Linked DNA regions of Sus scrofa: region 2 is linked to region 1. A link is a contact called in public Hi-C data. All regions are on one chromosome and are shown on one strand. Each heading gives the region's core, a stretch centred on a gene start, on an enhancer-like site or on the middle of the called end of the contact. The rest is flanking DNA. Distances are from core to core; before and after follow the strand shown.

Region 1 (2,788 bases), core at 130-2,629:
GAATACTTTTGTAAAGCAAAGACTGATCCCCAAATTATGAGGTTTCTCATAATTTAACTGTACACAGTGGCACAATCTCTGAACTAAGCATGTATGCTCTCCCAGAAATCCGGCTACTGTTCCACGAATCCTTCTAAGGGGCAGAGGATCTCAGATAGACCTTTCCTTTGCCTGTAGACAGGTATGGTTAAGCAGCTGTAAATCCAAGAGCAGGCTCCTTAGAACCCTGGAGGCCATGTGGATGGAGAAAAGGGAAGTAGGGAGCTGTGCAGGCCTGAAAAACCATGGGAAAGAAAAGGTAAGGATTCATCAAGCTACTATGGCCCTGAGATGGACTTCTCTCTGTTCTCCAGGAACTCCTGCACCCTGACACTTAGGTTGGGTGACACCTGTCAGAACTGAGGCCAGACCGCAGTCTAGTCGCTAAGAATGTCACCAAGTGCAGGAAGCTTCACAGGGTCATGAGTCACCTTCCATGGCTCAGAGGTCCGGGCAGGCCTGCCCCGCCCAGAGAAACCCAGTTAGGAGAGGCAGAAACAGAGAAACACACCACTGGCAGAGAGAGAGAAACATACAGCCAAAGAGCTGTACTGACAGGCCATGAATAAAAGAGAATAAGGACTAAAAGGGAAACACAGGATCAAAAGTTACAGAAGCAAAGTGTAAGCAGAAATAACGACAGGACCCATATACTCAGAGATGAGTTCCAGAGAAACAAAGTGGGGAAAAATACAAACTTGACAATGCCACAAAGTTGAAAGGCAAAAAGGGCAGGTGACAACAGGTGACACAGACAGCAAGAGCGGTGAAACAGACGTAAACAGAGACCGATTACAGCGCGGTCTGGACGTAGCCTTTCTCCCTGCCTTGATTCGAACCCGAAGCCGCCAAGCCTCGCCCACCCCGCGCCCCCAAAAGGCTGGCAGACAGACGGGGGGCAGGATCTCTAAGCGCCCTGGTCCGCCGAAGTCCGCTGCCGCGGGGTGACCTTGGGCAAGACGCTGCCTCGGGGGCCCTGGTGTCGCTGTACACGAAGTAGGCTGGCCGGATACAGCAGGAGTCGGACCCAGGTCGCCGGGACTCCAACGGCCCGCGCGCGGCTTAAACATCCCGGTGGGTGTAATGGGCCTGGCGGTGCCAGCGGTGCGCGCGCCGGGAACTGCAGAGAAGCCCTCAAACCTCTCCGGTTTCCTTTCCTGCCCTCATGCTACTCGTTGTCCCGACTCTGACATACCTGCCAAGGACTTGGCGCTCACATAGCCTGCAAGTAGGATACTTTCCGCCGCCGGCGCCAGGCCCGTTCAAGCCGTCGCAGCCGCGACCGCCCCAGTCTGCACCTCCCGCCCCCGGAAACGCTTGTCGGTCCCGCCCCCGAAACTGCCAGTGCTTCCGGAGGCGCATGCGGGACTCGCGTTCGGGGCGGGGCGTATGGAGCTTGCCCCGAGAGAGCTAGCGCCTGCGCAGTAGAGCCTGGACAGGTCGATCCGCAGGAGAGTTTCTGGGACAACTGCGGAATGTTCGGAGTCCTGAACACTTCGACCTATCAGCTTGTGTGGGAGGGACTGTGTCAAATCTTTTCGTCCCTCCACAGAGCCTTTATCTCGTGGTGGATGCTCAGTAAATGTTCAGTGAAAGGACCAAGTACCCTCTGTGTGGCAAATGTTGTGCCAGGCACCCCTAGGAAAAGCTTCATTTTGTTCAGATACCTGAGGAGATCTTTCGATCCTAGGGGAAGTAGACCTTCCTCCCAATTGGAGGGGATGGCTCATAATTAATCCAGACTATTCGTGGTAAACTCATTTTCATTAGCCAGTAGTTGGACTAGGCATAGGCATATGGCCAATATCTGGCCCATAATATTTATTATAGAAGTCATGGAGTGGGGCTTCTGGAAAATTTTTTGTTTATTTTGTTTTTGTTTTTACAAAGTCCAGTAGGACTTCTAGTTGAGTGTGCTCCTTAAGTGCTTTGCCACTTTTATTTTCTTCTGGTCTCTAAGCAGACATAAAGTTTGGAAGTTCAGTCGCTATCATATGCCTGTGATATACAAGCAATTCTAAGGCTAGCAAAGCAGAAAGATTGAGAGCGCCTGTGTCTCATACGACGTTAAGCTATAGTCTCAGCTTTAGACTGCTTCCCCCTGAATGTTTTTGGCATGAGCCTAATAAACTTCTTACTTGGGCTTTGTTTCTAGTAATATTATCAACTACATATCTCCAAATATAACAGCAACAAAATATATAAAATTGCTAGGAGAAATACTGAAAATATCCTTTGAAATATATGGATAAGCTTGTGAGAAAGTCAGGAGAACCATCTGAGGGCAGAAAGGAAGCAGAAACACAAGCCTAGGAAGTTAGAATTAATGCACAGGTACTGTCTGTCACCACTGACAAATATTTTGAAAATCATCTCTGGAGGTACGTAAACAATAATGGTGCTACAACTATGGGGGCATCTACCTGGGTCCAGGCAGAACAAGAGCCAAATTGGGACCTTTCTTGGGTCAGGTTGGGACCAAAGAAGGCATTATCTTCAAGCGAAGGATAAGCTAGAGGAAAAAAAAAAAATCTGCCCTGCCTAGGTAGGCAGCAAAGAAAATTGATTCTACCAGACGTTCTGTTGTGGCGCAGCAGAAATTAATCTGACTAGTATCCATGAGGATGCAGTTTTGATCCCTGGCCTCAATCAGTGGGCAGGGGATCTGGCATTACCATGAGCTGTGGTGTAGGTTGCAGACGTGGCTTGGATCCTGCATTGCTATGGATGTGGTGTAGGCCGGTAGCCG
Region 2 (2,700 bases), core at 148-2,647, 550 kb before region 1:
TACTATAAAAGTGAACATTATGGATGTAAATTATATCTCAACTCAAAAAAATAGCAGAGGTAAAGCAGTCCTCAGAAATAGCTCAAAAAAAGTAAAGAGGTCCAAATACTGGTTTTAGTACAGACTTCATGTTACTGAGTTGTGTCTATCTGTACCTATCCACTGTGCTTATCTCCCTCTTTGGTAGTACGGGGAGACAGGTAACCCTCCTGCTTGTGTTCCCAGGTCTCTCAGGAAAGACAGCGTGAAATACTGGGTGTGAAATTGCACTGGAATGACAGAACAATTCAGGGACCCTTTGGTCTAGGGGAAGACGGCATTGCCTCAGTGGTTAAATTACATACACAACAGTTCTGTTCAGTAAAGCGTTCAAGGTGCTTTCAAAAATGTTATTTTATTTGATGCTTACAGTTCTTAGAGGTGAAGGAGGTAGTTAATGTTATTTTACCTTTTTCCTCCATGAAGAAACACAGGTCAAGAGACCCAGCTGATACCTTACAGCTTAAACAGGAATCCCAGCCTTCTGATTCTAAATACAGAGTATCCTCCACGGTTTCACAATCCAAATGGGTTGAACCCACCCTCAGTATCAGGTGAAGCCAATAGGCTCCCATTCCGAGCATCCCTGGCTACTTCAAGAGGGATGGAAATTCAGAAGCAATAGAGAGGCCCTGGGTACGTCCCATTGTCCTTCCTAGAGTCTATTTCTCTCTACTTTGCGATGCCATGGGTCCATCAACAGATCGGAGTAAAGGACAGGATACTCAGAGATGATCCAAGGCTGAGCTCCTCAAACTTTTTCGACCCTGGAATTCTTTATTCAAAAAAGGATCGTCCCCAACCACCTGTGGAAAGGATAACTACCAAGTTCTGATCCGGGCCACGCAGCTGTGTTAGTGGGCAAGCTGGAAGCCACAAACCGCTCCACCACTCCTTCTCACCTTCCTCCAGCATCTGGGTCCCACCTCGCGCCACCGCCTCCCAGCAGTTCTCTGAGCGTCAGCGTCGCTTCACTGCAGCCCCAACCCCGCTCTGGGCTCTTCTCTCAGGCTTCTCCCCTCACAGGCCAGGTCTGAGCCTGTGATGCTGAGCAAGGTCGGACCTTTCCAGCCGGGTCTCTCACTGTCGACTGGATCTCAAGCACATCACAGCATGAAAAAGCTGCCGCTGGGTACGCGCGAGAGAGTGCCCCCGGCTTCAGCGCGCTCAGAAAACTGCGGTCGCGGGCCTGGCTCTCGCGCCAAAGGGGGCGCGCTTGAATAGCGCCACTTCCGGTCATGCGCATAGGCCTCCCTGCCCCACCGGACTTCATTTCCCAGGAATCTCTGGGTTCCGTTTTTGGCCAAAACGTTTTTTTTTCCTCTCTCGGTTCCCGCACACCATCGTGCACCGTATTTCCCAGAGAGGCTTCCGCCTGTTCTTACTCCCAGACTCTATTTCCCATCATACTTTGGTCCACATGCCTTTCGGGTCCACTGAACCAATGGTCGGGGTCCTCTGAAACAACACGCGAATTAGCCGCGAAGGATCCTGGGAGCGGTGCTTTTAGCGCAGGCGCAGACAGACGCTAGCGCTAGTCGCCTGACTTTCCCTCAGTGATTTGTGGTCCGCGGAGCTGTGGCTTGCTGAGGTTCTCTCCCTTGTTCTTCAGCTCAGGGCTCAAACCCAGCCACCTCCCCACCTCCACGGTCCTCTTGATCCCCGCTGAGAGTTTAGGACGAGTAAAGGAAGTGGGGGCCCCTTGGTGTGAAGCAGTCTTGGAATGCTCAAAGTATAAAAACCTATCAGCAGGAAGGAGCTGTCTTCAGTAATTTCAGGGGCAGAAACACACTTTAATAGTGTTCGATCAGAACTCTTGCGAGAGGAGATAACGAATATTCTGTCTTTGGAGGCTTCTTTCCTGCACCAGGGGATATTTTAGTGGACTTCCTCAGATCATTGATGAAATTGCCCCATAAGCCTGTTGACAGTTCTTCACTAATCAATGTTCTGAAGACCGGTTTAGTTTTTTAGAGGCATTTTGACGTTAAGGAGATAAGAATGTGTTACCTGGGAAGCAGAAATGAGTTTGGGGGCCCTAGGCCTCGTCTTTTTGTACTGCCTCTGTCCTTTTCAGTTAGAGCTGGTAGTGTTTTTGCCAATATAATTGTAGGTTTGTGGGTAGGTCTTCTATGAATCTTAGGGGGATTCACCCCATTAGGCAGGCCGCACCCACAGATCTGTTTGGGATAAGCCCTTCTCTACTTTGGGCTTGTGTAATTTGGGGCTTACAACTTTAGAGGTCAGAAATCTGAGATGGATGTCATTGGGCTAAAATCAAGGTGTGTGCTGGGCTACCTTCCTCCTAGAGGGAGAATCTGTTTCCTTGCTTTTTCCAGCTTCTGGAGGCTTCCTGCATTCCTTAGTTAGAGGCCTCTTCCAGCTGTGTTCTGCCCGCACCCCAGGCCCAGCAGGTGCTAAGCGCATAGTGACCATTAGGAGGTACCAGGGGAGTTTCCCGCCTTAGTCTTGTGAACCCACCCATTGCCACTGGGAGGCAGCAGAGAGATTCATGCTTCAGCTGATGCAATTCTCCCTCATGGACACTAGGTGGCGTTAGGAAATGCCTTGCCTCAAGTTCTCAGAAGCCAGGATTCTCCTGGACGTTAGCTGTTCTTGGGAGTGGAAGATAGGGTGGATGTCGGCCGGCAGGGCACATTT

The links. Hi-C and Micro-C count contacts between places; a contact is called where the count stands out from the background.
Region 2: a Hi-C map of liver shows a contact between it and region 1, with 3 times the contacts expected there. The contact joins the promoter of ZNF79 here to the promoter of ZBTB43 in region 1. A contact is called at or near these places in 3 of 47 Hi-C or Micro-C datasets (epiblast stem cells, heart right ventricle and liver).

What each region holds. Positions count from the first base shown.
Region 1 is chr1:267,390,166-267,392,953 of Sscrofa11.1, reverse strand. It overlaps ZBTB43 (zinc finger and BTB domain-containing protein 43), which reads right to left and starts at 1,379. Exons shown (of 2, transcript XM_021068980.1): 1 at 1,235-1,379.
Region 2 is chr1:267,940,650-267,943,349 of Sscrofa11.1, reverse strand. It overlaps ZNF79 (zinc finger protein 79), which reads right to left and starts at 1,397. Exons shown (of 5, transcript XM_003480610.4): 1 at 942-1,397. The coding sequence starts at 954.